6 separate regions of the Rattus norvegicus genome follow, and regions 1, 3, 4, 5 and 6 are each linked to region 2. A link is a contact called in public Hi-C data. All regions are on one chromosome and are shown on one strand. The core of a region is the stretch at or near the end of the contact, and the rest is flanking DNA. Distances in the headings are between cores, read along the strand shown. Region 1 overlaps LOC102546491 (a long non-coding RNA gene). Region 2 holds the start of Cited2 (Cbp/p300-interacting transactivator, with Glu/Asp-rich carboxy-terminal domain, 2). Region 3 overlaps LOC102546491 (a long non-coding RNA gene). Region 4 holds the start of Heca (hdc homolog, cell cycle regulator). Region 5 overlaps LOC102546491 (a long non-coding RNA gene). Region 6 has its middle 510 kb from the start of Cited2.

The links. Hi-C and Micro-C count contacts between places; a contact is called where the count stands out from the background.
Region 1: a contact with region 2 is called in a Hi-C map of hepatocytes, with 2.9 times the contacts expected there. The contact joins the enhancer-like site here to the promoter of Cited2 in region 2. A contact is called at or near these places in 4 of 12 Hi-C or Micro-C datasets (hepatocytes, kidney and liver).
Region 3: a Hi-C map of psoas muscle shows a contact between it and region 2, with 3 times the contacts expected there. The contact joins the enhancer-like site here to the promoter of Cited2 in region 2. A contact is called at or near these places in 6 of 12 Hi-C or Micro-C datasets (the A7r5 cell line, Schwann cells, kidney and 3 more) and 1 of 1 datasets of contacts at active chromatin or transcription factors (oligodendrocytes).
Region 4: a Hi-C map of mammary epithelial cells shows a contact between it and region 2, with 2.5 times the contacts expected there. The contact joins the promoter of Heca here to the promoter of Cited2 in region 2. A contact is called at or near these places in 3 of 12 Hi-C or Micro-C datasets (frontal cortex, kidney and mammary epithelial cells).
Region 5: a Hi-C map of the A7r5 cell line shows a contact between it and region 2, with 7 times the contacts expected there. The contact joins the enhancer-like site here to the promoter of Cited2 in region 2. A contact is called at or near these places in 1 of 12 Hi-C or Micro-C datasets (the A7r5 cell line) and 1 of 1 datasets of contacts at active chromatin or transcription factors (oligodendrocytes).
Region 6: a Hi-C map of mammary epithelial cells shows a contact between it and region 2, with 3 times the contacts expected there. The contact joins the enhancer-like site here to the promoter of Cited2 in region 2. A contact is called at or near these places in 4 of 12 Hi-C or Micro-C datasets (the Rat2 cell line, frontal cortex, mammary epithelial cells and 1 more) and 1 of 1 datasets of contacts at active chromatin or transcription factors (oligodendrocytes).

The regions. Positions count from the first base shown.
Region 1 is chr1:13,849,658-13,853,548 of GRCr8, forward strand. The region is part of intron 2 of LOC102546491 (a long non-coding RNA gene); the gene reads right to left. Among named protein-coding and RNA genes, the nearest start is that of Cited2, 280 kb to the right of the region's middle. Within about 2 kb of position 1,399, at least 4 of the 93 cell types and tissues checked have an H3K27ac peak or open chromatin away from gene starts, as enhancers often do. A contact at or near this core is called in hepatocytes, where this site is marked.
Region 2 is chr1:14,129,371-14,133,704 of GRCr8, forward strand. Cited2 (Cbp/p300-interacting transactivator, with Glu/Asp-rich carboxy-terminal domain, 2) reads left to right here and starts at 2,933. Exons shown (of 2, transcript NM_053698.3): 1 at 2,933-3,158; 2 at 3,634-4,334. The coding sequence starts at 3,642.
Region 3 is chr1:13,774,310-13,778,646 of GRCr8, forward strand. It overlaps LOC102546491 (a long non-coding RNA gene), which reads right to left. Exons shown (of 8, transcript XR_010062773.1): 5 at 3,574-3,774; 6 at 1,657-1,807. Among named protein-coding and RNA genes, the nearest start is that of Cited2, 360 kb to the right of the region's middle. Within about 2 kb of position 1,387, at least 23 of the 93 cell types and tissues checked have an H3K27ac peak or open chromatin away from gene starts, as enhancers often do.
Region 4 is chr1:14,393,058-14,396,856 of GRCr8, forward strand. Heca (hdc homolog, cell cycle regulator) reads right to left here and starts at 2,134. Exons shown (of 4, transcript NM_001107514.2): 1 at 1,608-2,134. The coding sequence starts at 1,878.
Region 5 is chr1:13,652,138-13,655,952 of GRCr8, forward strand. All of the region lies in intron 7 of LOC102546491 (a long non-coding RNA gene), which reads right to left. Among named protein-coding and RNA genes, the nearest start is that of Cited2, 480 kb to the right of the region's middle. Within about 2 kb of position 2,219, at least 7 of the 93 cell types and tissues checked have an H3K27ac peak or open chromatin away from gene starts, as enhancers often do. A contact at or near this core is called in the A7r5 cell line, where this site is marked.
Region 6 is chr1:13,620,828-13,624,881 of GRCr8, forward strand. No RefSeq gene overlaps it. Among named protein-coding and RNA genes, the nearest start is that of Cited2, 510 kb to the right of the region's middle. Within about 2 kb of position 1,809, at least 39 of the 93 cell types and tissues checked have an H3K27ac peak or open chromatin away from gene starts, as enhancers often do.

The DNA of each region.
Region 1 (3,891 bases), core at 149-2,648, 280 kb before region 2:
GAGACCTCTCTGCCTACTTGAGCTGAGATCATTAGGCTAAAGTCCATGATTTCAGCATACTCAAATAGAAAGATTACCAAGAGATGATCTCTGCTGAATTCACATCCAGACCCATTGTGCCTTGACTGTCAGTTGTCCCATTTGCCAAGAACTGATGGATTTCCCAGGATTCATTACTTTGGTGCTAAAACAGAAACTCATGTTCACTCTCTGTAAATCATATTAATTACCAGGAACAAACCAGATGATATCAGTCAGGTGACATACAATTCTCGACATAGTTTTTTTTTTTAAAGAAAACATGAAATTAAAATAGTATTTAATATTTATTCTTCGAGAATTTCATACATGCATACAATGTAAATTTGGATCATACGACCACTTCTCACTCCCTGCCTACTCTTTCTGGGCCCTTCTCCCCATACATGGACAACCACAAACACATAGATACACACCACTAAGTCTGCTCGGTGCTGCCTCTATGTGCATGGATGTTAGGCCATTTTCTAGAGCATGGGTAGCTACCAGGGCCACATCTCTGAACAAATTGACTCTCCATACCCAAGGAATATACATACATATATATATATATATATTTATATATATATATTCTCTTCATATATTTAATATTATATATTAATTATATTATATATAACATGTGTATATAACATGTTTGCATTCTGTATATGCACAGATATGTGTATATATGTATACATATATACATATAATATATATTAAATATTTTAAGTATAATATTATATATTATATTATATTATATATACATGTGTGTATACATATGTTATATAATATTATATTATACTATTTTATAATAGAACATATATTATACATATATATTCATTTTCACTCACACACACATACATATATATATATACATATAAACACATGAATGTATGTATAAGTTGCACAAGGACGGGGACTGAGTTAAAACTGCCAGGTCATCTGTAATTTAACCCCAGGTTCTGGAAGCAGAGACATGTAGCCTGTCTAGCTGAATCACCGACTTCTAGGTTCAAGGAGAGGCTGAGTCTCAAAACCTGAGGTTGAGAGCCGGAGAACACACCCAAGGTCAAGCTCTGGCCTCCAATCCTAGAGATGAGGGATCACAAGCACACAAAGAGAACCAAATCAAAACAACCTTTCATTGTTTCAAAAATGCATCCCAAGGACACTGCAGCTTTAATTCAAATTTAAAACAAACAGAACTCTGGTAATGCTTCTCAATTTGCAGAAGCAGATCTTTCTGGTGTGGTGTTGCAATCTGGAGATGGGTGTGCTGTGAGGAAATTGGTTTTCCTACTCATAATTAAAGGGCTGGGCTTGGGCTTGTAATGATTTACTCTTAAACACACACACACACACACACACACACACACACACACACACAATCAAGGTTACTTTGGCTAACTCTGTGGAATTATGACATACCTCCTAGAGTAACCAAAAGCCTGTGGTGGCTCAAAGGTTTATTCTAGGACAGAAAGTTATCAAACATTTCTCTTAGAGAAAACAAAAAATGTTGAGGAATTGTATTTGAGTGATAATTTTACAAATCAGTCCCCTGATTCTAGACTATAAGATTAGTAGTAGTAGTAGTAGTAGTAGTAGTAGTAGTAGTAGTAGTAGTAGTAGTAGTAGTAATTTACCAGGATGAATTTCTACCTTAATATACAGTTGATATTAGGCAGCAGGCAAGGATAGCCTTTTAAATTGTGGGTACTTAATTTAAAAAGCAAAGGAAAAAATATGAAGCTAGTAAGTCAAGCTTATGACTTCATGGATATTACTGCTTAAGACATAAAAGTATCTTTTATTAGAGCCAGGTGTGGTAGCGCATGCCTTTAATCCCAGCACTCGGAAGGCAGAGGCTGGCAGCTCTCTGAGAGTTCAAGGCCAGCCTGGTCTACAGAGCAAACCCAGGACAGCCAGGGCTCTGTTACACAGAGAAACCCTGTCTTGACAAAGAAAACAAAACAAAATCTTTTATTTCAAAATAAAATTTAATTTAAACAAAAATAAAATCCATTTTTTAAAACCTCTAGAAAATAATTGTAAGGGTTATAGCAGAAATATGTGAAGGGGACATAGAAATAGCCCAAACATAAGAGACCCATTTGTCAAAGTGACAAAAATAATAATTCTACTGGTTTTCATCATTCCAAGGTGAACTGAAAAATTCTGTTTTATTTCAAAATTCAGGCTCTCAACTTGTTGATTTCCACCAGTTCAAATCACTATCTGAGGTATTTCCAAAGCAAATGACCATAATCAAAAAAGAAAGACAAAACAAAAGCAAGATAACTAAGATAACTAAACAGAACATTTTAATTGTGATATTTGCATCAATCAAATCACAAAGAATGTAATTTTTTGAAAGCGTTTTGTGTCATGAGAAAAACACAACAGCCACTTAACAGGACTGTCATAGAAAATAGATGATAGATAGATGATAGATAGATAGATAGATAGATAGATAGATAGATAGATAGATAGATAGATAGATGGAGCAAACCACACACACACACCCCACATTCCGCATTAAAGTACTTCATCCATTATATTTGTAGCAAATCTACTTCCCAGATGTCGAAAGAGAGATTTTCTTGGAAAACAGAGCCTCCAGATTTATTAACTAGGATTTAGAATCAATCCTAATTTTACCTAAAAAGTTTTTGCAAAACCCTATGATGTAAAAACAAGCTTTAAAATGCCTGCTGCCAGACTCGACTTTCTCTCCTTCTCACTCTAATTATTTACTGCCAGACCACCCTCTCAGCTGAACTCCAGGCTTCCTGATCTTATGAATAAAGGCAGTTTAGCTGTCTCTCAACAACACAGATCAAACTGGACTCTTATGCTCAAAAGGAAACTTTTTTCTAGATTTTCCTCTTTTACTGTTTTGTTTTGCTTGTTTGTTTTCTATGACAGGGTTTCTCTGTGTAGACCTGGCTGGCCTCAAACTCAGAGATGTGCCTGCCTCTGCTTCCTGAGTGCTGGGATTAAAGGAACGGTCACCATGCCAGGCCAAAATGTATTTTCTCATATTAACAGATATTTTTTTAATTCCCAAAGAAGGTCCTAGCTCTAAAAATAACAAAATAAATAAAAACATAAAATGCAATTCAACCCCATTCTCTTCTCTAATTGACCGCATTCGCTTTCACCCAGTTTCTATGATCTTTGGGGAGTCAGTGGTTAACCCATTGTTCCGAGTCCCTCGTCAGTTTGTATCCAATAAGGGAAACATTTGCTACTTCACACGGCTTCTAATTTTTTTAACATCCATGTTGCTATGGAGCTGTAATATTTTGGATGTCACATAATCACAAAAAAGGCTCTGAAAAGATCCTTGGGTATCGGGTTTTATAGAAATGCCTGTACCTTAAATAAACATCCAAGAAATATTCTTCCTTCCAGTAACTAAAACTGTCTTTCCCCCTTCGAGAAAAGCCTAGAATGCTATGTCAGTGATGACGCCAAGTCCTGAAGCAGATGCCTTGTTTCACATTCCATCTCTAGCACACGCTCACTTGTGACTTTGGGCTATTTACCTAACCTCTCACTATCCTCGTCAGTAGACTAAGGATTACCGTACCGTCTGTCTCAAATTGTTGCTAGGAGGATTAAAGGGCTATTACTTATAAAGCACTTTAAAAAGTGTCAACCACATAGTTTATTCAGTAAATTAGCTTTTATCATAATCATTAACCCATCACTCACGCACCTGTGCAAGCTGCCAAGCGCTTAGCTCTAACCACTATTTTTAAAGACCCATTTCCTTGGAAATAAACTAGAGAGCCCTACGAGGAGGTTTTCATGTAAGGAGGTAAGTAGGCATCCACAGCACAATGATTTCATAGTCTTGGATCTCCA
Region 2 (4,334 bases), core at 1,683-4,182:
TTTACCAAGTGATTGCTGCCAGCAGATACAAGGCGGACAGGATCAATCCTGCCAACTCTTCATTTTGGACCTCTGGTTCCCTAATGTGTATCAGACAATAACTTTTTGTTACTTAAGCGTGGCGTTCTATTATGTCAGTTCTAGGAAACTACCACAGCTGTCTAGTGCTCACGGGTCACTCCTCCCCAGGTTCCCGGGAGAAACCTCAGGGAACTTCCTGTGTTTGTGGATAACTATAACTGCCTCCAACCTGGACTCCCTGTTTCCAGTCTTCCTATTTCACACTCCGCTCCACAGTGCTACCTTAGAGGTTCTCATAAGCGTTCACCCGCTCCTCTGTGTCTCTGGGCCCCAGTCTGAATTCTCAGCCTGGAAACACGGGACCTAAGGACCCAACTGAAGTTTGGACCCAAAAAGAGTTTGATCCCTAGGACCCTTCTCTCCAGTTTGTTTCTCAATTCTTTGCCAGCACTCTTAGACCCATGTGATTAAACGTTTACTCATCCTCTGGCTTTAACTAGTTTACTATGCCCACTGGGAAGCCTCCCACGGCCTCTGAGACAGAATATGGTATTCCTCCTGTGCACTCTGGGATCGTGGGTGTCTCCAAACTTGATTATCTGAGGTCTCCTTCTAAGTAGGAGTTCCTGTCGTTATATCTTAGGGCACTAAGAAGTTCCTAAAACCCAGAAAACATGATTGGGAGAATAAATGAGGAGTGCATTCTGCATGCCATCCAACTGGACCCAGAAGTATTTATTTTTCCTTTTACTGCTGGGGGGGATGGGCAAGTGACCTTTCCAGAGATTGCCCAACAATCTGTAGAAACGTTGGAGCTCAGTAGTGGGGTACCTTCCCTTAATGGTTGCAAGAGGAATTTAGATTAGACTTCGAAAGCTGTTCCTTGTGTCGCAAGACACTGCACAATATAGAAGGGAAGTAAATAATCTATTCAAAAAATTGTCTTGGCTTCGCCAAGACTTTTGAATGCAGATTTTTGATAGAAAGTGTCCTTTCTGGTTTCCTTCAAAACCTCTTGGTTTTTCAACTTTATGTTCATGATATACAGGCCAAACTGGGAGCTGGACAAAACAGAGAATTGTTATAACTGAAAGGCATGTATCTATCTCTTGCTCGCTTCTCCAAGAAGTAAACATTCTTGAGGTTTCAAAATCATTTGCATACAGGGTTGTAAATGCTGGACATCCTGGAAAAAGTGTAGAGAGGAAGAGAGAAGGTTTTGTTGTTTGGGGTGTTTAAGACTAACTTGAAGAAGACATATGAGTAACGTCAAAATTTTACTGAATGGGGCACGCAATGTATCAGAATTTCCAGTTCTCAAGAAATACAGCCTTTAAAAAAAGTCTGTGAGCTAGAAGGGAGAAAAAAAGAAACGAGAGGGGGGAGGGGCACTGGCACTTTATAGCAGGAAGTCTTCCATAGACATCGAGTTATGAAGAAACAACCGTATACAGAAGTCCTTATTCGGAGCGCTAAACTCGATTTCACCACTTAAAGAGAGAGATACACGCTCCAAGCAGCCTCATCCTGGGGTAGGAAAAATAACTCGCAAAGCAAGAGAGCTAGGACTGGATAGTGGCCCAGACCAGTGTTAGGGGTTTTATTTGCAAGTCAATGAGCCAAATGGGCGATCGGGCTCGTTGTGCTTCGTTCTGCAAGCAAGGTTATTATTATCACCGCCTATTGCTCCACTGAACAATTTCACTGAAAAGGAAGACTCCTGGCCGTGTGTGCGCGCACTGTACCATACAGGACGTGCTGCTACGTGCCCACTTCCAAAACGACTTTATTTACAAAGCGATTACCAAGCTATCTATCTGTTTTCCTTTTGCTGCAGCAGCAGCCTTACTCAGCCCTCGAATTTCTTAATTACAAACCCGTTTGCTTCTAAATCAACCCCAAACCGTCAGGCAGAGCCCGGAGGGAGGCTGTGCAAGTTTGCACACACCCCCACCTCCTGGATCAAGGGCAACAGCAGAAGCAAGTAACTGTGTATGTGCAAAAAGGTGGATCTGGGGACGAGGATCGCTGAGTTTGTTTACAGAGCAGGGACGCCTCAGCTCGGATGCCAAAGCTACCAAGAGCTGCAAACGCAAACTTAGCAGAAGCACACGTACTCCCGGAGCGTGGAGCAGGCCGGAAAGTGCGGAGTGGATCCCAGAACCGGGGAGTGGAGCCGCCCCGGCCTGTGAGCGCGCTCGGTCCACCTGCAGCCGCTGCCGCTCCCCGCCCCCAACCCCTGTCCTTGAAGAGTGGAGGTGCAGAGCGGGAGATGGGGAGTTAGGGGTGCGTCCACTAGAAGAAAACCCCTCAGTTAGGTTTACATGCTGCCTGTATCAAAAAGCACAAAGGCACGGCTCAGGAAAGCGCGCTCAGAGGACAGGACACGATCGGCCCAAGGGCTTTAAAAATCTAGCTCGGGAAAGCATAGCCATTCTTCTCAGGTTGGGGAGAGTTTGGCACCTAAGAAAACTCTGCTGGGCAGGGAGGCTGAGCGAACCCCTTTTTCCTGTAGAGGGCAGGGCAGATCACTGGGTAAGCCGGGTGAGCGAGCTGGGGGTGGGGAGATCTGGCCAGAAGGAGGCGGGGAGTGCTCCTTGCTCCTCTCCATTAGGTGCTTCCTTGCACAGGGTGGCCGGGAGGATTAGCTCGTTGTCCCGGAGGTGGCAGGCACAACCGCACATTTGGGGGCCAGAAAGACACCACAGTCCGGGGAACTGCTGGGCGGCGCCGAGGCGCGCAGCCGCTGCGCACGTGCAGCGCGGACTCGCGGACGCGGCGGAGGACCCGGTCCAGGGCGCTTGATGTTCCTGAATCCGTATGTTCGTGCTTGCCGCCGGGGAGGCTCTCGCTCCGCCCTTCCTGAGATCCTTATATTAACTGTGGCCAAAGCCCGGAGAAACACAGCTCATTGTTGGCAGCTGCCTGGCGGTCCTGAGGAGCGGCTAGGGCAGCGGAGGGAAAGAAAAGGGAACGGCTCGGAATTTGCTCCAGCGGCTGCTGCAAGACCTCGGCGCCAACCTCGCACCAGCGAGCGCCCCACAGCCCTTCGGCTGCCCCTCTATGTGCTGCTGAGCCGGTCCTGGACCCGACGAGCCCGCCTTCGGTGTTCCGAGCCGAAATCGCAAAGACGGAAGGTGAGCGCGGCGGGCGAAGCTTAGCCAGGGCTGCTGCCAGCCTAGTCCTCCGAGGGCAGGGCTGGCCCCGGGGACGAGCGTGAGGCGGAGCTGGGGAATAACAACAGGATGTGCAACCACAGGGTGAGGAGGGTTGATTGAATGCCTGAAGTTCGCGGCCCGGCTCCGGGGCACTTCCTTTATTAGGCCACTTCAGGGAACCCAGGGGGGTGTGGGCTCCGGTCCCCCCTCCTCTTTCCCCGGATCGCAGGGGAAGGGGCTGGTCGCTCAGCGCCAGGCTGTGCGGATCCGGCAGGCAGCAGGTCCGCCGAGGTAGCGAGCTCGGGTGCACGGGCTGCTGGTGGGTTCTCTCTTGGGGGGTGTAGGGGTCTGCAGCTTGACGTGCGCGCGGGTTCGGGAGGCTACAGAAGTGGGGTGCGCTCTGGTGGGCGACACGTGTGGCGCGGGTTTCAGCGTCTGCTCGTTTCGCTTTCAGGACTGGAAATGGCAGACCATATGATGGCCATGAACCACGGTCGCTTCCCCGACGGCACCAACGGGCTGCACCACCACCCTGCCCACCGCATGGGCATGGGGCAGTTCCCGAGCCCGCATCACCACCAGCAGCAGCAGCCCCAGCACGCCTTCAACGCCCTCATGGGCGAGCACATACACTACGGCGCGGGCAACATGAATGCCACGAGCGGCATCAGGCACGCCATGGGGCCGGGGACTGTGAACGGGGGGCACCCCCCGAGCGCTCTGGCCCCGGCCGCCAGGTTTAACAACTCCCAGTTCATGGGTCCCCCTGTGGCCAGCCAGGGAGGCTCCCTGCCGGCCAGCATGCAGCTGCAGAAGCTCAACAACCAGTATTTCAACCATCACCCCTACCCCCACAACCACTACATGCCGGATTTGCACCCCGCTGCAGGCCACCAGATGAACGGGACAAACCAGCACTTCCGAGATTGCAACCCCAAGCACAGTGGAGGCAGCAGCACCCCTGGCGGCGCGGGTGGCAGCGGCACCCCCGGCGGCTCCGGCGGCACCTCGGGCGGCGCGGGTGGCAGCAGCGCGGGCGGCAGTGGCGGTGGCAGCACCATGCCCGCCTCGGTGGCTCACGTCCCCGCGGCAATGCTGCCGCCCAATGTCATAGACACTGATTTCATCGACGAGGAAGTGCTTATGTCCTTAGTG
Region 3 (4,337 bases), core at 137-2,636, 360 kb before region 2:
GACATAATGAGAAAAAAAATGTTCCATGTCGTTTTATACTTTGGCAATTTGAAAGGAAATATAATCTCATTATTGTTTAACTTCTCATTTTTAGAATGTTGAGGTTATCTATACATTTATTTGAAATTTCTGCAATAGCGAGCCAATCCTCCAAGGAGCACAGCAGAGCCTTATACTTATGAATTCCTCCTTTATGTCTTTCAGGAAGACTATATTATTTTCCTGACAGATGTTATACAAGTGTCGTTATTAAATCTCTAAGTATAATATGCTTTTTATTGCGGATGAATTGAAACTTTTAGCATGTTTTCAAGTGCCTTTACTAATGTAAATGAATTCTCTGTTTTCATATGTTGTCTAGCTAGCCACCTTGCCTGGCTCTACTATTTTTTTTTCTTTTATAGTTTTCGTTTCCTGGAGTTGCCATCTTGCTCCGTTTGTAGGGGGACTATCATAATATTGCATACCATAAGTTGCTCTTTTATTGTCCAATAACACAGTAACTATTTATCATCCCATTCTAATTTCAGAACACAGTGAGGACGCCTGAGCTCTCCACGGCTGACAGTAATGCTTTGTTTTTATCAATCGCTTCAGTCTTCAACCACTTGGAGGATCTAATTATAGCCCTTCTTTTCCCTCTCTCCAAGTACACAGGCTACATAAGCAAGCGAATTCTTCACATGTTTTTAGTTGATCAGACACATACAAAACCAAGACAGTTTTAACTGATACGAGTAAAGCTGCCTCGACAGAACTGGCCAAAAGGAAAACGTCCAAGTGGGTGAAGGGTTGTCAACTTAATGCAACAAGCATTTGTTGATCTCTCTCTCATTAGGGGTTCTAGTTACCCAACAGAAGGATTAGCTTTCCGGCGCAATTAAAAACAGACACTCTGCAAGGATCCAGCTTGTACACTTTCCTCAAATTACTCTCAGTCTGTCCAGAAAGAGAGGCAGATAAGCAAACACGAGAACAGGAAAGTGATATTAAGGACCCATGTACTCTCTAGACAAGGGAGCGTATCTGGATACTGTTTCATCCATGATGGACTGTTTCACAGAGAATGGGAGTGAAGTCTGGAGTGAGAATTTTAAAGGTAGCATCAGAAGATGTCATCGAAGGGGCAGAAGAAACAAAAGCAGAAGCTGTTTTGCCTGGTACATTTGAAGGATGATGGGCATTCTCCTGTGCTTGAAACACGAAAAAGCTGAAGAGATTTTTCATTGCACTGTCTAAAAGGATTTTGTTTGTCTGATAGTCTCAGCCAAAAAAGCATAATGTCATAAATCTTGCAAAATAGAGATTCCTCAGAAGCCTCACACAAATTGCATAACCTCAAGTATTTTGTTTCAGAGTGGATGCCTCCCAGTCGCAGTCTTACCACCAGACTCACCAAGTGAGTCCTTTTGTTCCTTCTTTGCTTATTTAAAAAATGGAGAGGACTGTGACTCTTCTCTGCTGAGAACGCCTGAGGGCTTTCTTTGTCTGGTATCAATCTCAGAGGCTCCTGGCTGCATGCATAGTGGAAATTGTTAGCAGTTGCTAGAAATTTAGTGTGAAAAGCCAGCTTTGGGGAGATTAACCAGAAATACCAATTATGTTCTTTATAGCCATGCAAAAGAAAAACAATGTCTCTTAGGAATATTTCCTCACCTTGTGTTTATCGCGATTAACTTCCTGGGATAGTTCTGCCCATGGACAGCAATGCTTCTTTCCTGATTGCTTCTTTTACTTCATCCTTCTTGTCTTGGAGTCTTGGGTCTCCCTGCCATTTTCTCCATGATGCTTCCATTCTCTGCAGCTTCTAAGGAATGTACAGCATTGCTCATAAGACAAGTTATACCGTGAAAAACTACTGTATGGGGCAGGGTTTTCTAGAGGAATACAACAAGTTGCATATGTGTAATGTGTAGATATAAGTAGATATAGATAAAATATGTCTCTCTCTCTCTCTCTCTCTCTCTCTGTGTGTGTGTGTGTGTGTGTGTGTGTGTGTGTGTGTAAATATAAAGAGGGAGGGATTGATTACATTGCCTTACATAGTAAATGTTGTGTAACCCAACCACAACCAATGCAGTCTATACACTAGAGAGGCAGAGAATCAGTAACTACACAAAGCTGGATGCCTTGGCATCCTAAATCAGGGCTGGAGGCCTGAGAGCTCCCTGGGGATCCCCAGTGTTTGAAGGCTCCAGAAGCTATAGTCTGATGTCAGTGAGGAACTCAGTACCTGGGATAGACCCACTTGTCAGGAAAAGGGGAAAGCAGGTAGGCACCACTGGCACTGTTTTGCTTTGACCTCTCCTTGGAAGGTGTTGCTCCCTTCCCAGGGTGGGTCTTTCCGTACCACACGGTCAATCCTTTCTAGAAGCATCGTCACAGGCACACTCAATACTGAGTCTCTTAGGTCTATTCTAAATTCCTTAAGTTGTTCATTAAAACTAAGCATTACATCTCCCATCGTATTTTCTGTTGAATCATAACAGGGAGAGCAGAGGCATTGTAGAGGCTGGAGAGGAGAGGAAAGCTCTATTTTTTTAAGGTTCTCAAATGATCGTCACTAACATCTAAGACTGAGAACAACTGGAACCCATAGCTTTCGTCAAACCCTCATTAAAGCCTTCACTGACTTGTCTTTCCAGTGCTGTCATATATCTCAAAATGATCTTCATTAACAGAGCCTCATGTCTTCTAGTAAATGATCATTACCTGTGTTCTGCCTTGAAAATGGCCACCACTACACACTTCCTTAAAAAATACTCTTCATGTATTCATTGAGATGGCAAAATCATCTGAAAAGGAAAGAGGTATTCCATAAAATAGTTCCCTGCGTCTTTTTCACCTCCCTGTCTCTCCACTTATAATTTTGTGTTGGTATTCATAGTTATACTGATGTATACGGGCCATTTGGTAACAGGTTGGATATAAATACCCCAGTCCTTGTAAAAATGTTGACATGTAAATACTACCCAACTAACTATACTTATTTGGGTCTTCTCTTTCTTCTTAACTTCTTGGATTCCTCTACACCTATCTATACCCTTGGATTCTTCTATAGGGTATAGAAGGTTGGTGCTGTCCTAGTAAACTCCTCATTAATAGCTGTCTAATTATTCCTAGATTCAAATACCTTCTGTTTTCGGTTGGGGACTTAGCTCAGTGGTAGAGCGCTTGCATAGCAAGCGCAAGGCCCTGAGTTCAGTCCCCAGCTCCGAAAAAATAGAAAAAAAAAATACCTTCTGTTTTGTTATTATTGTAGTAATATACTCGAAAGGTATTTGTATTACAATCTTAATAGATGATCCTAAAACAATCTGTTATTAATCACGTAATTATAATGTATACAGTAGAAATTATATTCTCATAAAATTCTAAATAGTGTGTAAGGTCTCTAAAGAATTCTTGTTTGTGTTTGTGTGTGTGTGTGTGTGTGTGTGTGTGTGTGTATGTGTGTGTGTACATGCATGTGTTTGCATATACAAGCAGAGGCCAGAGGTTAGCATTAAGTGTCTACTTCAACTCAGTTTTTTAGATAGAGGCTCATTTCTTGAGATGGAGTCTCTCACTTACCTGGTGCTCAATGAGTCTACTTGAGGCTGGTAGACCAGCAAGCCTCAGGGATCCATTAGTCTCCATCATCTGAACGCTGGGATGAGAGGCCTGTGCCACTATGCCCGGCTTCTTTTGTAGGTGCTGGTGATCAGGTTTCCATTTTACCACAGCAAACGCTTTACCAAAGGAGCAATCTCCTCAGGGTCTCTTTGAAAAATTCTGAAAGGAAAAAAGCAGAAGCCATCATAAAGTTAATTCTTCTCTCAAGACCTTGCTCATCTTGGTCCAACTACTCAGTGACTCCTGGTTTACTAAGTAAGCATCAGAGTGTGAGTGGCAGTGACTTCTAGCCACAGGACAGTGGGGCCCTCCTAGTGTGTGCGTTGATTTCATAATATGTCCTCTCTGTGTCCTAGTATATTCTGAACTGCACTGAATGAATTCCAGTTAAATTAAACTAGTTTAAAGGCAATATATTTCACTAGACTGAAATGTCATACTTATGCTTTAAAACAATTTAAATAATTAAAATTTGTAGTAGGTCAGAAGCAATTTTCCTAATCACAGTTGATATCATGACCACAAATAGCACAAATTTACTTTCCACGTGAAAGCTCTTCGATCGTATGCTAAAAACAAAAAGCCTTCAATTCTATTTTTAGCTCAGCACTGACTTGCTGCTATTAGTAGTTTTTCACATTTGTGAATCCTGCAGGCTAGAAAAAAATAAAATATAAAACTTGTATCACTGGGGCCAATACCTCATGAACTAATGAATTAAT
Region 4 (3,799 bases), core at 884-3,383, 260 kb after region 2:
TCTCCAGATATCAAAGCCCTAAATGACTAAGGCTGAGTTGGTATTGTGCAGAGTCTAAGTATCTTCTCAGTCACATCAAAAGGAAGGTTAGAGATAAGAAAGCGAGAATGTGCACAGGCTAGCCAAAAGTATTATCAAACACCTACAAACGTGTAAGTTTGCTCCTGGTAATAAATAAACAAATCTTCCTATTTCAAAACTGCAGGGGCTCAACCAGTGGGGCCCATATCCAACAGCCTGTAGTCTATCTCCTATGGGAACCACTGTGGTGTTCTTTTAAGTACCCTTTTTCATCTACATAGAGAATGGCCTAGGAAACTGAACACTGTTAAAAAGCAAAGATAACTATTATAAAGATTCTCATCGACTCTCATGAAAATATACATTCTTTCCTCTGAAAAACTAACCACCTGACAAGAAAAAGTTTAAAAACCGCCCAAATAAAATGTCAAGCATCCGGTCACAAAAAACAGTGTCTCCAGAGTAAGAAGAGAAAAATCCTGTCACACCTTAGCTATTACCTACATTCTTCCCTTCTAAAGGATCGTTTAAGTGCTCGTGAAATTATCGGGCTTCTTTAGAAAAACAAACGTGAAACAATTAGACAAGGGACCTAAAAAAAAACAAAAAACAAAAAACAAAAACAAAAACCTCTAGGCTGGGAACGGAAGTCAAGTTCAGATTCTCTTCCTTCCTCAAGCGAGACAGGAGAATTAAATGAATACCCCCCCAACACACACACACACACACACACACACACACACACACACACACACACCCTCTCAATCTCTGGCCTCTCCACCTGTGGCAATCAGGACTACACACACACACACACACACACACACACACACACACACACACACACACACACATCTGCTGGGAATTAAGGTTTTCAGGCAACACAGCGAGAGAGAGAGAGAGAGAGAGAGAGAGAGAGAGAGAGACAGAGAGACAGAGAGACAGAGAGACAGAGAGACAGAGAGACAGAGAGAGAGAGATTAGAGAGACAGAGAGAGAGACAGAGAGAGACAGGAGAGACAGACGAGAGAGAGAGACAGAGAGACAGAGAGACAGAGAGACAGAGAGACAGAGAGACAGAGAGACACAGACAGACAGACAGAGATTAGAGAGACAGAGAGAGACAGAGAGAGACAGGAGAGACAGACGAGAGAGAGAGAGAGAGAGAGAGAGAGAGAGAGAGAGAGAGAGAGAGAGAGAGAGATCTGCTGCGAATTAAGGTTTTTCTTCTTTGGGGGCAAAGGTGGGTGGGTGGATCGGGTAAGTTTTCATTCGGATCACTCTAACTTGGGCACCTTTCCTTGCTTGCTGGCTGGCTCGCTCCCCTAACCCAGTAACACTTCACTCTCAGCCCGCGCGGGCACCACGGGGAGTAGGCACCGAACCGGAGCGCCGCCGCGGGGCCCGCAGCCGCTGTCCACGCTGCTCCGCGTGGGGACCACGAAGGGAAAGCCACCGCGGGGCGGAGGGGCGGGGCGAGCACTTCCTGACTCGCATTGTCCACGCGCCGCCCGCGCCACCCAGGGCCCCGCCACCGCGCCCGCCCGTCGGGGAGGAAGTTGGCGCTCGCCCCGCCGCTGTCGTCTTACCATTCTTGGCGTCCCCCGCGGCTGCAGCCCCCGCAGCGATGGTGGCGTTGGCGGCGCCCGTGCCCGCACCTCCCGGGCCCGCCGCGCCGCCGGTGCCCACCGCGCCGAGCGACACCGCCCCGCAGCCCGCCGCCGCCGCCAGGGCCCCTCCGGCCGCCGCGCCTGTCGCACCCGCCGCCGCCAAGGCCCCGGCTCCATTTTCCTGCTCGTCCCCGCTGCTGTTGGCGCGCTTGTTTTTGCGGCCGCCTTTGCTGTTCTTGGGGTTGGGCATCTCCCCGACCCGCTCGCGGGTGTCCCGGTGTCCGGCGCCCACGAAGGTGGCTCCCCGCGGCGGCGCCTCGGCGGCCACGGAGAGCGCGGGCCGGCCGCTCTCCTCAGGCGCCCGCCCCGCCGCGCGGCCCGCGCCGCGCCATTCCGGCCGCCGCGCCCTCCCCGGCAGAAGCCGGCGCGGCCACGCGCGGCCACCCGAGGCTCGCAGCCGCGCGGGCGCAACGGGCCCGCGAGCGGAGCGAGAAGCTGAGGAGCCTGAGGGAAAAGGCGGGTCTCGGGCTTGTTTTGATTCGGCTGCGCTGACACGCTCGAGGCCCGCCCCCGCCCGTGACGACACTGGGGCTCGAGCCTGGTACCGCCCACCCGGTGACCTCACGACAGGTCGACCCGCCCTCGTGACGTCACGCTCGGCACTCAGCCCTCCGCCCTGGTGACGTCATCCAGGCCCCTTCTCGGGAGAGGGAGGCTCCTCCCGGGCTTCCCTGGCATGCAGACAGCCATGTCTGAGAGCCAGGTAGAGTGTTAGTGAAGTTGTTAACTGACCTTCTGACCTTACTGGAGCTAAAGCTTACAACATGGTCTGGAAAAATAAACAGGTGACTAAAACAGGAAAGCAAAACGAAGGGTTTCGGATATAGGCGTTCCTGGAGAGAGCAGTCGAGCTCCTGCATGGGAATTCTTCAGTCTTGTGCTGGACAGCTTATTTAACCCACACTTGCCAACCAGAGACCCAAGGGCTCTGCCAGGAGCAGAGCCAGCCTGAAACAGGCTGCACTAAGAAGACTGAGTTGTCTGGAGAGAATGGCCGGGCTGTGAAGACCTGAAGGCACAGCCATGCTCAGCGATCGATGGCCAACACAAAAGAAACTCAATGGCATCTTCAGAGGTTTCTGTCTCAGAATGTTTTGTCAGGGCCTTTTTTTTTTTTTTTAATATTACAGGTCCTTTGTATATACCTTATGGCTTCAGGTTTTCTGTTTTTCTGGAATTCCTCACTGAACGAATGAGTGTTTTTCTGCATCTGTATGTGTTTCTCCTGCTTTTTCTTTTGTTTTGTCCTATATCGTGTGTTTCTTTTCATTTTACCTTACTATTTTATTATTATTTAGATGCATATTTGTGTTCTAAGGAGAGGCAGAAAAGCTGTGGATTCGGCTGGGAAGGGAAGTGGTGAGGATCTTGGAGGAGCCGGAGAAGTGGAAAGGATAGTGGGATATAGTGCATAAAAATCTATTTTTAATAGAAGAAAACTGGAAAGAAAGAAAAGGAGATGAGGGCACGGGGCTCCTGGGAAGAGCTTGATGTGGTCTCCTTTTGTGCACTCTATTCTGCCCCTTTCAAAGACGAGCTTCTTTCCATCCTTCTGGTCTCAACTCGCTTTCTTCAGAATGAGCCCATACCTTCCCAGAAAAGCTGTCAGAGTATCACCTTTTACTTGTCCCGTCTACCTCTGATTATGTTGGTAATATGTACACTTAAATATTTCCCCTCTTTCCCCTCACATGAAACAGCCCTATTTTTGTCTTGGGTGCTGTAAGAAACAACTGAAATGAACTTGGTGAACGTATAAATAAAAGGGTCTTGATCCATGACTACAGAAAAAGACTGAACTCACTTTTCAGTGACTTCTTCCTAGAGTGTGATCTTTAATCGCCTCGGCTCTTGAGTCAAAGCACTATGGCTCTGCTGAAAAGTCTAGAAAGATGGCCAAGGAACTGCTCAGACAAGAGCCATCTGCATGAGTTCCTAGCTGAGAGTCTGACAGGTAGAGCCTGGAGCAACTGGGATAGCACTGTATACTTGAGAGCAACTGCTAGTAGTTGGAACTTTTTCGGTGGAAAGATTATAGCCCTTCTTAGCCCTCAATACCCTCTATGTCCAAGGAAAGTAATCCTTTAGAAGGCCCTAAGATAGATAGGGAA
Region 5 (3,815 bases), core at 969-3,468, 480 kb before region 2:
GCAGGGGGGCTTCTCTTCTTTTGCTGAGGGTCTCTGGTGTTTGTTTTTCAACAGAAACTGAGCTCCGAGTAAACACAAATTTTTTATTTCAGAGTAAATGCCTCTGAGTTCCGAGGCACCTTTTGTTTTCTGGGAATGTCAATTTTATTTTGGTTCCCAAGTTGACAAAAAAAAAAAAAAAAAGAAAGAAAGAAAGAAAGAAATCATTTGAAGAACTACATTCACTTCTTGTGACAAAAAAAAATGATCTGTGGACACAGCCAAAATGTTCCGTAAAGCAAGACATTTGTTAGATAAATGAAAATTTCACAAGTTGAACAATGGGCACAGGTACACACGCGAGGATGCGTGGCCACAAAGAAGAGGGGAAAGGGGTGCAGAAATGGCAGCCTTTGGCATAAAAATATCTGTGCTGTGGTGCTTTTCTGTGAAGGCTGTAAAATGAAAACAGAGAGAGGTTTGATCCCTTCCCCCACCACACCCCTAGAAAGCCCTTGCTCCAGGTTCCTGTTCCGTCTTCTGGGGGAAAAAAAAGGAACTTGAGCATAAACATGGAGCCCAAGTGCTCAGATCCGGAAAAAGACTCTTATTAGTGAGGTGCTAAAACACTGACCTCCATAGGAGCACTGCAGACCCGTGGGAAACAAACAACTTCAGAGCCTTAACTGCCCAGAGGATACCGGAAACCCGCTTGATCTGTTACATGTTAATTTAATGAGTCTCCAGGCTCCAGAGGCTGCATCCTTGACTTTGCCGCCATTCATCCACCCACCCGGCCCTTCCACGAGGCCTCCACAAAGTTATCTGCCAGTTGAAGTTTTAATGAACACAGCTTAAAGAAGCACAAAATCAAGAGGAAGGTTTGGCAACCATCTGTTGAATCTGTGCTCCGTCGACAGACAATCCCCCATTTAGAAGCTAGAGTGGATTGTTTTGCCCTGAATGGTGTGAATTTCCTCTCCAAGCAACCCAAAAGCTAGGAGAATGACCACGTTGTACTGAAGAGGCCTGCTCTGAGAGCTTTGAGGCCAGCAAATAAAATCATACATTGTATTCCTTCAGGAGAGGTCAACTTGCTTTATGCACACTATCTAATCAATTCTCAAAGCATTCTATTGAAATGAGGCCAAGGAGCTCCAACACTCACTTTACAGATGGATAACCCGAGGTTCCGAAAGGTTAAAACAGTTTTCAAGGTCACCTTAGGCCAATTCCACACAACTGCAATTACCTGGGCAATGGAGACAAAGAAACAGACAGCAGACAAGTTGTTGAAACAGACAGCAGGCTGGCTTTTGCTCAGAGATACCGTGCCCAGCCACTAAAGAAGGACCAGGACCACACCAGAAGCCAAATAAGCTCCCTATATGCCCAGACTCCTCAGATGATTGACAATTTTCTATTCAACTGGAAACTGCTAGGCAGAGAGAGAACAGCAATGAGGTCACAGATCTGCTATTTATAGGATATCAGCCACCACACTCAGCTGCTTTTCGGTTAAGGTGAATATTGAATGTAATTTTCTTTCTCCAACTCCATCCAGAGAAACTAGTTTCAGAAAAGGAAATTATAGAATTTAATAATATTTCTTGTGACACGGTGATTTGCTTTGTAACACTCTCAGCAACGTTACCACACATCCATCTGGGCTTATTGACCATTAATAAAAATTCAGTCACACTCTTTCTTGCTCCATAGATATTATGTCTCTCTCTCTCTCTCTCTCTCTCTCTCTCTCTCTCTCTCTCTCTCTCTCTCTCTCTCCTTCTCTCCCCCACTTTAGCAAACCAAGCAATAAGGTTTTTTTTTTCTTTTATTTTTCCCATTTGTTCGTTTTGTCCACCGAATTGCAAAGTTGATAACAAAACAGAACGCCGGTGTTGAAAAAAGCAGATAAATAAATAACACGACCGTTTTATGAGGCAGGGCCTCTGGGGCACCGCTGTTTGCCTGTTAAGTTGCAAGACTTAATTCCTGTGAAACTACGCTTCCTCACATTTCTTTTAGCCGCCTTGGATCTGAGGTATGTGAGGGTTTCCAGAGGGGGGAGGGCTAGCCGGAAGCCTCCGGCCTTTTGATGTAGATTGATGCATGACAGTAGCCCCTGTGCTAAAGATCAAGTTTTGTTTCTCTCCTGCTTCGCTCCCAGCTCCTGAGGAGACATTCCTTAGCTCAAGGGAGCACACCACTCTGCAGTCCTGGACCACACCAAAAATGGCAAATAAAAATGGCTGCTGCGTTCTGTGACTCACCGACCACAACCAAAACTGCCAAAATCTGGGGACATTTTTTTAAAGCACCCAGGAGCTTTCAAGGCTCAAAATAAGAGGTAAAGAAATGAGAGAAAACTGCCCGAGGGACATCTCCAAGCTTTTATTTGGGATGAGACAGAGGACAAGAAAATGGCTATGGGCCAACAGCTCAGGATCTTGGGGCCTTCTAACCAATCAGGAGCTACTGAAGCAAAGGCTGACCTGGTCCCAGAACACTGTTGTTGGCACGTGCATTGACCAGACGAGAGATCTTCATATTTGTGTGGGAATACCCGTTGCTTAAAAGTCATTCAGATCACAGATTCCAGCCAGACCCAGACTGACATGACAGAAAATATAAAAAATGGGTTGCAAGTGCATCTGCATGCTAACCAGACTCTCATAACCTTAGGACCTCACGTGGAGGCTGAGAAAGTCATCCACAACACCTTGGAGGATGTTTGCAGAGCCAGTTACACACCCGGCCTGCCAAAACACCACGTTCTACTTTACATTTGATGAACGCCGCAGCTACCTAGCTAACGGATAATTCAAGTAAAGGACTACAAACAAACCTATGAGATCTCATTTAGACACTTTAAAAGAAATGCTCAGCCGAGAGAGCAATTACAATTCTTTAAAAGATCATAGCTGCAGCTGTCACTTTGAAATGCAGAATGAGTTTTCTATGGGTAAGAAAGATCAGAGACATGTTTGCCCTTCATGATGGCATTTTATGTGCAAGAGCTTCTTCTATACATGCATGCTGTGTGTGTGTGTGTGTGTGTGTGTGTGTGTGTGCAGATGTGTGCATATGCATGCACACTCATGCATTTCTTCCATTGACCAACGTCTTCTGGGAGCCCCTCCCCCGACACCATATGCCAGTCTTCCTCCCTGTGCCCTCACTGTTCCCTTTGTCTCCTTTGACAGCCCCCCTTTTACCATCATTCAGCTTTGGCTGATGTAACAAAGCTAGCGATGCTGAAGAGACAGTTGGCCACTTTATAGAGAGAAAACCAGGAGTCACCAAAATCATAAGGCACTGATTATTAAGATTTCAAACCTACAAAATATAATTTTACATTATGTCATTTGACTTCCACCAAAAAAAAAAGGTTATGAAAGGAAATGTTGTTATATTCAAGCAAGGGCATGAACTGAGGAGAAAGTGGGTATCTTGTTGAAGGCTGCTGTGTAGCAGAAGGAAGAGCTCGGACCTAGAAAAAAAATCATAATTTTAGCCCTAGAGTTGAGAGAGGAAGGACTCTTAAAAACTACTCAAATTCTTGATGCTATTATGGTGTTCCAGTTTGAAACCTGAGTTTAAAAAAATTGATTACATAAAACCACCGGACTGTAAACAGGATTCAATTTATCCTGAGGTAATTTATCCAATGGTGTGAAGAAAAGCACTTTTTGCATTTTCCTAGGAAGGAAAAGGGAAAAAAATAGCACAGAACAGCCATTCAGTAGGCTTAGAGACTGAATGCCCTGTGCTCCAGACACCGACCTAGCCGCTTCAGGGCTGGTCTTGCAGTTCAGATCAGTGGGTCCTTGTTT
Region 6 (4,054 bases), core at 559-3,058, 510 kb before region 2:
AATACACAGGAGATGAAGAACAATATAGCCCAGAGTCCACTGGCTGAAAACTCTAAAACTACACGCCAGTCGTTTCCAAATGTTCTATATCTTCCACATTAACAAAAGAATGAATAGCACATGATATTTAAAGGTATTTCCTTTCTTTTTAAAAACTATGTGAGTATATTAATATCATATATTAATATTCTCAGCACAGCACAAATATCCTATGATATTGAAGTAATTAGGAAAAAGTTATGACTAACCATATGCTATTTGATAATTGAATTACAAAATTAACCTCATGGACTATAGAATAAAAGAACAGCAATTATAAATAATAAGGTGTAATTTCACTATGGCCTTAAAATAATGAAACTAAATCTAAAGGATCATACTAAAATAAATAAATGACTAAAAAAATTAAAACCTGATTGCGGTGTTAATTAGTAAACAGAATCTTCACTGAATGCATTGATTAAATTGCTTGAAAATATTTTTCTATTTTTAGCGGTCTTTCTGCTAGGCATTTGTGTCTACATTTTCACAAGTTAATGCCCACTTAAGCCTCCTGCTTTGTTCTGTTTGGTTTTGTCTTTCCATCTCAAAAACAAAATATCACAGAAACCAACTTTATGCCATGAGCATATAGCCAGCCATTGCACAATAAAGAAGAAGAAATGAACCCAGCCTATTTCTCCACTGATACATACATGCCTGATCTTCTGCAGTTTCTGAACCTGAATTTCCCAATGTTCAAAAGGAGTATTTTATTTGTTTGTGTCTTTGTTTTGTTTTTACCGTGTTTCCACTTCTGACCTCCCACAATTCTGCAAGGCTTATTTAGCTCGACGGAATATTAGATAACAGTACTATACCCATAGAAAGACTGCAAACAGCCTCACTCAGAGCACGGTAAACATGAGCATTCCTAGGAAAATCACACAGCAGAAGCAGGATAACAGGAAACATTTGCCCGAAATAGAGTTCTGCAAAATGAAAGAAGAAAATGTAACAAGATGTGCTCTGCCAGCACTGTCAAAGCTGTTTGGGGTGCACGACACAGTCTGGCTCCAAGTGAATAGAATCAGGGCCGTCATCCTCACTGGAGATCTTCATTTCGGAAGAGGCAAGGCCCTGACAGTTTCTTTCCATCACATCAGAGTCTACAACAGAACTCGTTACACAGTAGGTGCTGTGTCAGTGTGTTTTTAATCCACTGACAGAAGCTGTTTAAATGAGTAGTCTGACTAATTTGCACACAAATATTAAGCAAGCAGTGAATAGAAATGCCCCCAAACCCAACACACAACCTCTATGCCTTTAACATTGAGAACAAAGGTACTGTACTTAGAAGGTAGGAGGAACCGTTATGCCAAAATGAGCCTTTAGGTCAACAATCAAGTGCATAAGAAGACGCAGACAGGCACAAGCTGAGGAAGACAGCAGTGGTGTTGTATGTCTATATTTCTGTTACAGAAGTTGACTCTAAGTACCATTTTATAAACCCATTAAAAACTGTCAAGTCTCCCATGACATATTATATTCTCATAAAATGACACAAATGCTAAATTAAGTTTGAATGTGAATTAGCGAAGAATAGGAAAATCAATTTAAGAGCTCCCAGTGCAATCCCAACCCTTGCACTCTGGCTTCGAATCTGTGTATTTCATTAGTATATTTTGTTACATGATCATGTAATATTTATGCAGTAACATAATACGCTCCGTCCATCTAAGATTAGAGGAAAAAGTGCAGCTCCTTTCCATTATTGCGTGCCCTTTATCTGCTGAACACTGTGTAACATTACCCGGGGTTTGGCGATTATGTAATGAGGGCTCCTATTGTAACACACCCTGCCGAGCTGGAGGATGGTTGTGGGAAACTTAACTCTGTAAATCCTGCGTTGTGGAACAATTAAAGCCTGGCTTTTGACGTTACAGTCACCTCCTCCCGCCACCACCACCCCCCCCCCGCAAATATTTTGCTTCCCTCCCCCGACTTAAAACCCCTAAGTACTACAGTAGAGGAAACGCAACAAGAATTACAGGGAAAGCTCCGTAACTACCATCTGCTGTGCAGCAGATGTGTGTTCCACAAACTCTTTTTTTTCCCCTTCCTTTTTTTTTTTTTCTTTTGCGTTCTCCCTTCCAAGTCCTGTCCAGACCCAAACACGTTGCCGAGCTTATGAGATCTGACAACTTTACAGCCCCGGGCTGGAAGGCTACAGGCTCATGTTTTTCCTTAGACTCCGCAAAAGCACCAGGGAATAAACGAACAGATTCAGGAATGATACTCAAAGGCTATTTACCCCCACCCCCACCCCCAACACAAACCCGGCTCCAGAAATCTGTGAGGAATGCCACAGAGTTCCTTATAAAAGCCCAGTCCAAAAAGATTACAAGAGAAGACTCCCTAAAGATTCCATGCCATAGGAGATAGAGATGAGACAAGGAGCGAGACTTGAGAGTCAACCTGGAGCTGCCATCCATATTTGCATAGGTGTGGCTCTCCTAAAACCTGAAAGCTACCTGCCATCTGCCCCACCCCCACCAGCACTCCGCACTTCCGGAAATTTCCAGGGCTGCTAAGGTCTCTGAGGAAACACAGAAACATTTGAAAACCTAATAGGCATCCCCTTTCAGATTTTTTTTTCCTTGTCCAGATAAGAATCAGATCAGTCAATTTTTAAAAGATTCTACAGAAAGGGTGTTTTCTTCCTACGTTCTGGCTTACTTCCAGAGCTCGAGTGCTGCTTAAACAAAATCTTCAGATACAATCATTTGACTTGTTTCATGGATCACCTAAATCTATTTGTAATATACTGTGACTATAATCCATCCAACTTCTCCTTGGTATTATAACAGTGAAATTTCCCTTTATTCCTCGGTAAATTTGTCTCTCTGGCTTCCATTAGCCTTTCAGTACCTAACTATAGGTAGACTTACAGTCAAAGAACTACAGGCATGGTTGCTATGCTCTGAGACTGCACAGGCATAAAAATCCTGTATCTGCTGGTTTAGTCCTCTTAGTCCAATGGTATGGAGGCTGAAATCTTGATAGTCATTGATTTTTATTTCTTGGAACTCACTGTCATAGAAGCTACCATTAGGGTCTCCACTATGATGAAGTTACCAATTGTAGAGAGCCTTCAAGATAGTCTTATATCTGGGGGCACGTTTGTGAACTGCCTCGATATAATCACTGCTTTACTACTGCTTATGATATGTGGGTTCAAGATGCAGGATCTGATTCTGATGTTCCCTACTTTGTCTTTAAAGCTGTTATGATCGCTGGCATCTCAGTCAGTTCCTTTCCCTTGTCTTAGTCTATCATGATGATCTCAGCCCACTTGGAAATAGGAATGAATTTAGAGTTAATTTGGGATGACTTCTTATTTGGTCATGCAGTATGCAGATAATGTCAATAATATACATATACATATATGTGTGTGTGTGTGTGTGTGTGTGTGTGTGTGTGTGTGTGTGTGTACTCATTTTACTAAAGGGAAAAAATTTTTATCATAATTTTGTTTGAATATCTCCCAATAAACACTAACAGAATAAACACACACACACACAAAAAAAATACTAATTGAATTGGAAATCACTAGTATCAGGCCAGTTAACGATCTCCCAAACAGGACAATTTTGAGGTCTAAGTCTTCACGTCAGCCCTGGTTTCACAACACTTTTATTAGCCTAATCTAGTGGTCCAGCTCTGGGAAACCTGAACCGAGTTTCAAGGGAGGATGGGCAGGAAAGGGGAATGAAAACTGAAACCAGCATAATTTTCTGTCCCTGTGTTAAATAACCCTGAAAGCAAATATAACTGCTTGCTCCAGAAAGTACTTGTTCCTTGGGGCAGGGACTGCAAGCCAACAAAAAAACCTTACCACGAATAATAGTTTGTTCACAAATGTAGTCTAAGGGCCTGGGTATCTTAGAGTCCTTACGCCATAACTGCTTTGAAATAAACTGTGCAATCCCTAATCTTGTCGGACTTGACTTTAAGCTTTCTTAGTCTAGACCCTAAAACCTGAAAACCCTGGGTGTTTTTTTGACTTCGACTT